Regions from separate parts of the Rattus norvegicus genome. Here region 2 is linked to region 1. A link is a contact called in public Hi-C data. All regions are on one chromosome and are shown on one strand. The core of a region is the stretch at or near the end of the contact, and the rest is flanking DNA. Distances in the headings are between cores, read along the strand shown.

The links. Hi-C and Micro-C count contacts between places; a contact is called where the count stands out from the background.
Region 2: a contact with region 1 is called in a Hi-C map of psoas muscle, with 2.0 times the contacts expected there. The contact joins the enhancer-like site here to the promoter of Morn1 in region 1. A contact is called at or near these places in 6 of 12 Hi-C or Micro-C datasets (the A7r5 cell line, the Rat2 cell line, frontal cortex and 3 more).

The regions. Positions count from the first base shown.
Region 1 is chr5:170,926,424-170,931,961 of GRCr8, forward strand. Morn1 (MORN repeat containing 1) reads left to right here and starts at 2,910. Exons shown (of 14, transcript NM_001005544.1): 1 at 2,910-2,989; 2 at 3,755-3,826. The coding sequence starts at 2,914. Rer1 (retention in endoplasmic reticulum sorting receptor 1) reads right to left here and starts at 2,557. Exons shown (of 7, transcript NM_001039012.1): 1 at 2,510-2,557.
Region 2 is chr5:170,982,383-170,987,920 of GRCr8, forward strand. It overlaps Morn1 (MORN repeat containing 1), which reads left to right. Exons shown (of 14, transcript NM_001005544.1): 13 at 2,066-2,109; 14 at 4,538-4,837. The coding sequence ends at 4,686. Among named protein-coding and RNA genes, the nearest start is that of Morn1, 56 kb to the left of the region's middle. Within about 2 kb of position 3,324, at least 31 of the 93 cell types and tissues checked have an H3K27ac peak or open chromatin away from gene starts, as enhancers often do.

The DNA of each region.
Region 1 (5,538 bases), core at 1,660-4,159:
TAGCGTGACTTCAACGGCAAACAGGTAATGTGTGACAGCCTTCTCAGCAGCCCCAGAGATCAGTGTGTCAAGACTGCAGTAAGAGTTGTGAGTGGGCTGCCACTTCCTGGACCCACTGAGTATGGTGCTCAGAGCTGCCCAAGAGACTGGGAACACCCTTTGTTCTCAGGTGTGTGCATAAACTAAATGCACACATTTAACTGAAGAACCTAGATGTGGCTCTCCCTTTCTGGGGGATTCCACATTTAAATAGAGACCACATTACAATGTACTACCTAGAATGGCCATTCCACTTCGGCCAAAGCCCCGCTTATAGAAAGCTATGTTAGTCACATTCAATACCCTATGGTATATGAAAATGCTCCCTTACTTTACAGTGTTTACCACTAAAACACTTTTGCTTAAACTGAGACATAATATTAAAAAGAAAATACTAGGCCTGGTAGCACGCACCTTTAAATCCAGTTTAGGAGGCAGAGGCAGAGGCAGAGAGTTGAGGTCAGTCTGTCTATATAGTGAGTTCCAGACCAACCTATCTACACAGGGAGGCCATTTTAAAGAAAAAAGACAGAGCTACTCCTTTAAAGAATGTATGCTAAGCTGAGCTAACTGTTTAAAACTCTGGTTCAGATGATGTGTAGAAAACCTACCAAAAACATATTAGTCGAGTTCTGATTATCAGACAAACCTATTAGTCGAGTTCTGGTTATCAGACAACACTGCTCTACATCTTGATTAAACTCCTTGCCAATAACAACCTGAGAGGCAGCACAGTGAGATTAAGAATGTGAACTTTGGAGTCCCACTGCCTGCTTCAAATCCCAGCACTGCACTTCCGAGCAGTGTGATCTGGGACAGCCTTGGGCTTGGACCTGGAATATGGGATGAGCGCCTCACTGCCTTCCTCAAAGGGCTCTTATGAAGACCTAGTGGCAGCCTGTGGTAGAACAAGTGCCAGTCCTGAATGTCTCAGACTCGTTCCTGGATTAGGGCAGCCCTCATACCAGCTGTTCCAACTGCAATTCTCTTCTCTCCACTCAGACTAAAGGTCAAAGAGGCCCTTCATGCTGTCCACAATGACCACCAATTCCACGTCACATCACTGCTGTTTCTACTTCCTGTAACAACTGTTTTCCAATCCCTTTCTAGTAATCTCTCAATTCCCTCTCACAAGAATGCAAGCTCCTTCTTGAGGGACCTTGTCTGGTTTTAGGGTGGGCCTCACACCTACAGTGCTTGCCACATACCTACTGAAATTGCTCTATGTTCCGTCACAAAAAAAGCAAGAGAAAAACTGTTCTAAGGGGGACACAAGTACTACACACAGAGCTTGTGCCCCATGCCTTGTTCTGGAGTCCATCATTTGGTTAGTTTCTGCAATCCATCACTCCTAAATTAGGAATACAGAAGAGAGGAGAAAGCTCTCTGCACAGCATATGAGGTGGGGGTAAGGGTGCCCGTCACTGCCTCCTGGTCAAGGAATGGCATGTGCATGCTTCAAGAGTTGTTCCCTTTCTGCCAACCCTTCCAGACCCTGTCCCTCTGAGTCCTTCCCTCTCTGGCCCCTCCCACCTTTAGGGGGTGGGTGGAGTGGGGATGATCAACTCAGATTTTCCCCAGTTCTTTCTTTACATCCTACCTCCACTGCAACCAGTTCCCCAACACACAACCTGGATCTAAGGCACAGAGTATGGGTTTCCTGATGCTCTTTTGAGCACTTATGAGGGATTTCCACATATTGTGAGTTTAAAAAAAAACTCACATCAAAAAAAAAAAAGTTGCAAGACATATAACTAGTCTCTAGTCCTTTTTTTTCCCCCCCAGACAGGGTTCCTCCATGTAGACCGGGCTGTCCTGGAACTTGCTCTGTAGACCGGGCTGGCCTCAAACTCACAGCCTTTGCCTCACGTAAAGGCGTGCACCACCACCACCTGGGTAGTATCTATTATTAAGAGTCAGGAAAGAAAAGCCACTCGGGTGTTCTCAATGTGAAGGTAGGTAGCCCTCTTGCACCGAAACCCTGCTAAGGAAGACAATGTATCTGCACGGGGCTGGAGGTACAGCCTAGAGGGCTGGGGATTTTACTGCCTTACTGTCACCGTATAATCTAGACCCATTTAACCAGCAACCCTTCAATCCATTCAGTAACGTCTTCGCACTCTGGCTTAATTCCTACACGTGTGCCCCGAAACCGAACACGGTAGTGGGGTAGCAGTAGGACACCTAACACATGCCGCCCGGATCTGTGAGGACGACAACAGGCCACCTTCTTCCGAAGCCAGGACCCGGGGGGTTTGGGGGGAGCGAGCCGCGGCCGGATGGGGCAGCGTTTAGCATTCCCCTCGCGTACCCCTCTCGGATATCGGCCGGCCCCTGGCAACCCCTCGCCAGTATCAAAGGCGCTGCCTGGCCCCGCCCGCCTGCCCGCCCGCCCATGGCCTTGACAGTACAGAGGAAGGCGGCGGTGTGCCGCCCGGCCAGGTCCGCACCACCAGCCCACCCCCAGCACCTCGCAGCTCCGGTGCAGCCGAGCCGCGGTCTCCCTCACGGCTGCGGAAGGAGGATGGCGGGCAGGGCGGCCGCCAGAGCTCGGCTCCGGATCCGGGAAGCTGCACAGGCACTTCCGTTCCGTCCCGCGGCGCCGCCTCCAGCCGCCAAGATGGCCGCGGGGCGGGGCCCAAGCTCCAACCATTTCCGCTTCCGGTATGGACGCCGAGGCCGTTGGCGGGAGTGCTTCCCGGCGGAAGAATGGAGTTGGCGGAAATGCGCCGTACTGCACAGGCGCATTGCCGTCCTCAGGCTCCGGAAACGACGCGTTTGCTTTGAATATTATGGTCACCTGGCCACGCCCCATAGCAACCGGAGGCCAATGGCAGGCAGCTTTGTGGTTGCCAGGGAAACTTTGGCGGCAAGATGGCGGCAGCTGAGGATCAGAACCCGGCTTCGCTCCAACCTCTCCGGCACTCGCCGAGACTGCGACCGCGAAACGGTACGGGCTGCGTATCCCCGCTGGAGCTCGGTTGCGTTCGCGTTCTCCACAGGCGTGGTCCAGGTTGCAGTCTCACGGCCAGGCGGCCCTGTGTCAGGGGGGCCGATAGAGTCGAGGTCAGACTGGCCTGGGTGAGCACACAAGAACTGGGATTGCGGGCCCGCCCAATGCAGTCTGATAGAAAATTGTCCTAAAACCGGAGAAACAGGTCGATATGAGGCCAGAGTCCACGGCAGTGCCACTGTCTTCCCGTTCCAGGCTGAGACTTGCTGGCAAGGAAGCAGTGGGGTTGCTTATGAGGAACAGAGATGGGTGTTGGGTGTGATGTCTCAGAGCTACATGATAAAAGATGAGGCTAGCTAGGAGTTCTTAGGAGTAAATGTGGATTTTTGTCCCGTGGGGACAGGAGGATGGTGAAGGTCTTGGCAGGGTAGGCTCTTCGCTGTATCCTAAGTGAGCTTGTTCACTGCTTCTGTGGCCTCACCACCTCCATTTGAATCCTTCCCCTTAAAAGCCTACAATCAGCTTTGGTCCTAGCCCTCTTCTGGCCAAGCCTGACTTTTCCTCGCTACTTATCCATGTAGCAAAACCGAAGGGAAGGAGAGGGAGCATACATCTTGATCGATTAACCAAGGTGAAGCATCCTGTCACGTTAAAAAGATTGATGAGAAGTGACCTGAAGACTACTCCAGACCCTGAAATGCCTCATCTCTGTGTCTACTGATGTCAAAACATCATGATGTTCACCTTCTTTTCTGTACACAGGCTATGGCGTATATGTATACCCAAATTCTTTCTTCCGCTATGAAGGAGAATGGAAGGGAGGCAAGAAACATGGTAAGAGGCCTCTGGTCATTCTAGAGCCCATACCAGAGACAGATTCCTGAGCAGTGTGGGAGGCAGTTAGTCTTGTACCAAACATAGCCCAGTACTGTGCCTGCACACTGGTACCACTTGGCCCCAGTTATGGCGGAACCAATGGAAGACTTGTAGGCTTGGAGCTCATCACATGCTGGTGGGTGGTAGAACTATGGGTGGAAAGGAAAGAGTGGTGCGGTGGTCCCAGAGTGACACACACAAACACCATCATGGCGTACTGTCTGCTTGTTATTGGACACCCAGGGCTCTAATCCTCAGAGTTAGTGTCTCTGTGTTCCAAACAAAAAAACAAAAAACAAAAGCAAAAAATGGTAAAACTTGAGAAAGAAAGAACCCTGCTCTGTGCATCATGCCTGTGAGCATTGCAGTTTATAGAAAACCACCAGACAACGGCCAGAAGAGATGGAGATTTTGCTGTAAGACATTGGATCTGTTGATTCCTGGGGAAAGGCAGCTGCGTTCTCAGCAGTCTGCCTCCTGTTGACTCTCTTAGAAGCACGGAGGGTCTGCTGTATTTTCCCACTTGGGAGGCAGAGGCTGGTAGATCTCAAGTTCAAGGCCAGCCTTACTGCAGCCTTACCATGAATTTCAAGACAGCCAGAACCACATACAGAAATCTTGTCTCAGAAAACCAAAAAGAAGGAAGGAAGGAAGGAAGGGAGAGAGAAAGAAAGGACTATATTTTTAGAAAACCTGAGCAATAGAGGGAAGAAGTACAAAATGAGCATACCCTGGAATGACCCGCTCACACACGTACACGCATATCAGAGAAGTACTGAGTCTAGACTTTCCAGTGTCTAGACTTAATGGCTTTTTTTCCATTTTTAGACCCTGCCTGCCCCATAAGCAAGAAGGCTTGTCACATCTGCTGGCTACCAGAGTCTCCTCTTCATTTTCTTTTCTTTATCTTTTTGTTGTTTTTTGTGTTTGAGACACGACCTTGCTATATTATATAGCCCAGGCTGGCCTTGAACCCACAATCCTTTGGCTTCAGCCTCCCAAGTGCACCACTGCACCCAGTCTCTACAAATATTGTCTTTATTATTTGTTTTTTGCTTTCTTGCGACCCCAGGACCTGTAAGAATGAGGCAAGTGACCCACCAGCAGGCTGTGTCCTTAGCACCATTCAGCTTTTGCTTAGTGTTCTCACCACACAGGTGTTTCTCATGCCTCCACCACCCACCATTAAGGATTATCTTACCGTAAGCAGGCACCAAGGCTCATGTCTACAGCTATTGTCAGAGCCGCCTGAAGAGTCGCCCACTTTTAAAGAATGTTCTCCAGGGGCCAGAAAGATGGCTCAGAAGAGTGCTTGCTGCACTGCACTTGCAGAAGACCAGAGTTCGGGGTTGGGGATTTAGCTCAGTGGTAGAGCGCTTGCCTAGGAAGCGCAAGACCCTGGGTTCGGTCCCCAGCTCCGAAAAAAAAAAAAAAAAAAGACCAGAGTTCAGTTCCCAGCACTTATATCAGGTTGCTCATAACAGTCCATAACCCTAGCTCTGGGGAACCTGACACCAACTTCCAGTCTTCATGGGCACTGGAGACTGGACACAGATACTCGTGCACCACACACACACACACACACACACACACACACACACACGTCCTTTGTCCCCATGTGGATGAAGGACAAACAAGGTCTCATGTGCACAGCTCACACCTCTGTGGTC
Region 2 (5,538 bases), core at 2,074-4,573, 56 kb after region 1:
TAGAAATGTTTCTCAGATTCTCAGTTCCGATCCCCCTGCCGAGCCCCATGATGTGCATACCGTTCCTACCTGAAGCTCTCCCTCACACGGCTACCAGGCACCACAGAATGGCCTCCTTCTCTCAAACTATCTCTTGGGTCTCCTGGAGACCTGGCCTCAGGCCTGACCACATTGCCTCCCTCTACTGCCTAGTTAACCGCCAGCTCTGAGGGCCCCTTACTCCAGACGCCAGCTCCTGCCTGCCTCTGTCTGGCCTCCTCAAAGCCCTAGGGGTCTCTAAAAACTCTCAGAACTCTCAGGGTTCTTGTAACCCCCTTTATTTCTCTTAAAGCTGGCAGCCTGACAGGCTCTAGTTATTCCTGCTGCTAAATTATTTATCTCTTCCCCTTTAAGGTGACTCCTGGGGCCCAGCCGAAGCCCGTTTTCCCTACTTAAAATGAAGTCATTTAAAAATCTTTTGTCTTTAATTTTTTATCACCCAAACCAGGCATGTGGTCTTTTTAAGTTTGTCAAGGGATCAGAACCTGCTGATACTTAAGCCCCACCTGGACAGGGGCCCTTTGCACTGTCCCTAGCTCTGCACTGGCTGGAGGCCACCTTGAGCCTCTAGTGACAGGAAATCAGCTGTCCCAGATGGAGGGCCAGGGTCAGGGAGGAGGCCCAACGGCTGTAGTTTTGAGGCTCCTCCCTGTCCGTAGGGATCCATAGTTCAGCACGCAGCTCAGCCCGACCATCTGGGACTGGGGCCAGGTGTCTACACGGAGCCAGCACCCTCATCCCCCACCCCCAACCCCACTCCCCTCCCAGTCAGGAAACAGGAGAGGCTCTACAAACTTGATTCAGAGACCTAAACCCAGGATGTGCCAGAGGGCCCCATATTGCCACGTGTACTGGCCACATTCAGCGGGGCCTTGCCAGGTCCTCCTCAGATGACCCAACCCCGGGCAGCTGGTCCTTCTTCAGGGTGTGTCTCCAAAGCTGGACCAGCCCTCATTGGCTGTTTTCAAAGCCCAAGGGTGTGTGGGGCTCCGGCTTCAGTCTGAAGAATGTGTCAGACAGGGTTTGCACCTACCTTGGGAATCCCTCGGGGTTCTCGTGGATCCTGTGGGCAGCAATGAGGGTCCATCTTTCAGACACAGGAGCCAAAGGAGAGCGTCTGGATAGGAGTTCCAGAGTCAGGCCTTTCTCCTCAGTCCATCTTCATCGGTCCCTCTACTCCTCCCAGGCGACACTCATTGGAAGGCTCACATGGGTGCCTCATCCTCAAGTCACGTCTTGTGTGTGTGTGTGTATGTGCGCGTGCGTGTGTGCGCAAGTGTGTGTGAATCAAAGGACCTCCTTGGATGCTGTCCCCAGGAACATTACCCACTTCCCCTGAGACGAGGTTTCTCATTGGCCTGGAGCTCAGCAATTAGGCCAGACTGGTTGGCCCGGAAGCTCCAGAGGTGCTCTTGTCTCTTCCTCCTCAGTGCTGGAGTTACAGACACACACAACTGTGTCTGGCATTTTTACATGGGGATTGAACTCGGGTCCTCTTGCTCACAAAACAACAGCTTTACTGACTGAGCCGTCTCCCCTGCCCATTGAGTCACTTCTTTCTGAAAGATAATTTACTCCTCAGCAACCTCCAAGCAGGTCTAGACCTCAGATATGTTGTCAGACCAGCTCCCAGCTCCTCTCTCAATCACCCTAGTCTGTGTGTGAGAGACCCTAGCATCCCAGAAGCCATACCTGGGTTCTGAGGGAGCAAGACTAGCCAGAATCACAGGGTGGTCGTTACACACCTGCCCAGCAACTCCGAGATTGTGAGGCCCAGAGATGGGGCCTAGAGGGCAGGGAACAAGGAATGGGCTGCTTGTACAGAGCTCTCCAAGAGGAGACACAGAGAAGGTCACACACACACACACACACACACACACACACACACACACACACGTGTAGACACTACAGTCTCTGCCACCCTGGGTCCCAGCATTTGCACCAGAACCGTTGGCCTCAGTTTGGGTGGAATCAATACCCAAAGAGGATTGCCAGAGTACTCAGGTCCCTCCGTTGCTCCCCACAGGTCTGATGGGACCACAGCAGAGCCATCGACAGCTGCATATCTAGGTGGGTATTTAGATGTGAAGGACCCCGTCACTGTGGTTACAAAGGCAGAGGCAAACTGTCCTGGGGGATGGGCCTGTGGGTGGCGACGGTGGTCCAGGCAAGGCATGTGCTCAAGCATCCCAGAGGTAGAAGGAGGTGTGTGGGTTATGGGTAGGGGGAACATCGAACAGCTGTAGAGGTTATGGGTAGAGGGCATCAGCAGCTGAACCTGAAGGGTGCGGGAAACACAACGTGGCCATGAGTCTCTGATCCTCAGACCCTCATGTGCCCCAACTAGCATCCCTGCATACTGGTATACCTGACCCTCCTGTGGACAGTAAGAGCAATCTGTGGGCTCTCAGGTCTCAGCCAGCAGAGCCCAAAGTTTGGGGACAGGATCCTTGATCCAGGGCGTTTTTCAGAGCTGCTGTACTCCTAGGAACTGGGCAGTGCCTAAGCTGGGCCTAGGTGGGCGGCCTTTGGGCTTAGGCCCCTATTGTGAAGTTATCCTGTCTCGGGGAAATAGCCAAGCCTGGGTCCTCCCCACCAAGCTAGAGAGGCCCCAGTCCCAGAGAGCCAGGGAGGCCAAGGCTTTGACCTCATCAGAGCTCAGAACAGAAATGACTTCTCCAGACTCTAGAAGGGCCCAGGCCCGGGCAGCTGATACAGGTTAAACAAAGGGTAGACACTTGTCTGCCTAGCCCCCCAAAATTCAGCTTTGCTCCAGCACCTCCAGAATCCTGGTGAGAGGCCTGCGAGACCCATCTCACATAGGGTCATGGGAAGCAGAAACCAGCCATTCACAGCTCTGTCAGGGCCTCGAGGTCAGGGTGAGCCTGGGCCTGCTGCTCTGCTGGTGGGCTCTACTAGAAAGAGCCTGGAACAGGGGGACAGGGTGGGATGCAACATTCCCACCCATACCTACTGCTGAGTCTTTAGATTGGCCCTGGGCAAAGTCCCTGTCACCTCTGGACAGTGAGAAGAATCTTTCAGTTCCAGGACTGAAGCTGCCACACAGGGTAAAGCCAGGTGACAGCCAAATCCCTCAGCTGAGAGCTGGCCTGGGGGACAGGATTAGGGACCAGGACTGAACAATGTGGTGTCCGGGCCTCCAGTGCAAGCCACCAGCCAGAGCATCTGATGGGGGACAGGCCCCAGCAACAGGGTCAGATCAGGCCTGTGGCCTGGTTCCTCGGCCATGGCCGTGAGCTCACACTGGCTCCCCAGGCCAGCACCCTTGGCCCAGCCTGGTGCAGCTGCATGTTCCTGGGAACGCCTAGAGATGGGCTGCTTGGGAACACTGTGGCTGCGTCGCTATGCAGGGCTTCCCTCCAGCTGCCAGAGAGGCTGGCGTGTTGCCGGTGCTTTACTGATACAATGTGTCCCCTGCCCCAAGTACCCCAGTCCCAGTTCATGGGCCCCCTAGAACCAGTTTCTTCGAAGAAAATTCTGAAGGCCAAGCAAATTCCTCCAGCCCCCAGGCCCACTCTCATCCCATCCAGGAAGGCACAGCCCTTAGCTTAGCGGGGAATGGAGGGTCACTCGGCTGGGCTCTGGTGCGCTTGGTAGTGGGAGCCTGCCTCAACCCAGTTTCAGCGGCTGCCACATTCCTGGTGTGAGCCTGGGCCAGCCAAGGGGCTTTTTCCACACTCTGGTGCCAGCCCCAGCGGGCTCAGGGGAGGGAGAGAGGGCTGTTTCTATGGCAACTTCCCTTTTTGTTATTTCTTATTTTCTTTTTTATGGTTTCTCCAACTTTGAAGCTCTCCAGACAGTTTACAGACTGTGGAAAGGAAAAGTGCTTTTCCTCCTCTGCCCCCCCACCAGGCTTTCTCTCCCCCCAGACCCCCAGGCCTTCCCTCCTCCCAGCCCCCAGGCCTTCCCTCCCCACAGCCCCCCACAGGCCTTCCCCCCCCCAGACTCCCAGGCCTTCCCTCCTCCCAGGCCCCCAAGCCTTCCCTCCTCCCAGCCCCCCACAGGCCTTCCCTCCCCACAGACCCCACAGGCCTTCCTTCCCCCAGTTCCCCCCAGGCCTTCCCTCCCTACCCCTCCAGCCCCCTCCAGGGTCTCAGGACCCCACCAGACACTTCAAGCCTTGAGAGGCCCAGCTATTTCTTAAAGATTTAGAGAAAACGAATGTGTTTTCTCCAACAACAATGTAGTCAAGTATTTACAAAAAAAAGACTCAGCCACGTGGCCTAATTAGCAGTTGGGAGCAGGGGTCTCTGTGGCTTGATGTAGCTTGACCCTGAGGGCTGTCTGTACATCTGTCCCCTCCCCACACCTGCCTCCTTCATTCCCAGGCCTGATCTGAGAAGCTGGTTGCTTTGCCCAAACGCTTGCTAATGAAGCACCCAGCCTCAGAGATGACGGGGCTGAGATACCCAAGGGAGGGTGAGCCTGGGCTCTGGTGGTCACACTCACCTCAGGACACCCTGCCTGTCCCTCACAGGGGAGTATGTGCTCATGGTCTGTGACGTCACCAGCCCTCCATTCCTGGGCCACAGGCTGCCCACCACCTTCAAACACCTGCGGATCCTGGCAAGGGGGGACATCCACTTGCCCCATGTCCCTGAAGATCACCCAGAAGCTCTAAGCTAGAGGCCACTCCTGGCCATTGGACATAAGGGAACCAGCAATATCCTCAAGGGAAGGTCAGGGACCAAATCCTCTATTCCTAAACAATCTGAGAGCTGGGGACGGCCCTGTGAGCCCCACAGCTACTGACTTCAATAAAACTCTAAAATACCAACCCTGAGTAGCACCCCCATGGGGCGCCTTCTAATAGACTCTTCCTTGGCCTTAGCACTGAATTGATTCGGAGTCCTATGGGACACAGGTAGGGGCTCAGTGTCCCAGTGCCCTCTTGAGGACCCTCATATCTGCCCCACCAACAACACTATTCCCGGGCCCATGAAGGTCTAAATTAGATTTCCATGAAGGCAAGGACTGGGGGCAACTAGGCCACCCAGCCTGAACAGCCTCAAGTTCAGGTCCCCTGGCACTGCAAAGTGAAGAGGGTCTTCTTACCTGGTCATCCCCAGCATTGCTAAGGTAGGGTCATTGGAGGGAATCTCATAACTGCCACTGAAGGGCACACTGGCTGCTGGGGAGGCCCAGGTCTGACTTTGTCCCAACCCCCTGGGTGCAGCCACAAGCATCTTTTCACCAGGTCACAGGAGGTCTCTGGACCCGCCTTCTACCCTTATCTCCTACACTACTTCTGAGCATCACTTCCCAAGTCTGCCCTTCAGACAAGTACAGCATTCTGTAGCTTCCTCCTCCTCTTCCTCCTCCTCCTCCTCCTCCTCCTCCTCCTCCTCCTCCTCCTCCTCAAGATGAAACCACATTTCTGTCAAAAGAAAACAAAGAAAATCATGTTTCAATTTAGGAAGGAAAATGGCTGGGAGTGAGCAGCCGCAGCTGCCGTTTTCCAGCCCATCCTCAGGCAGC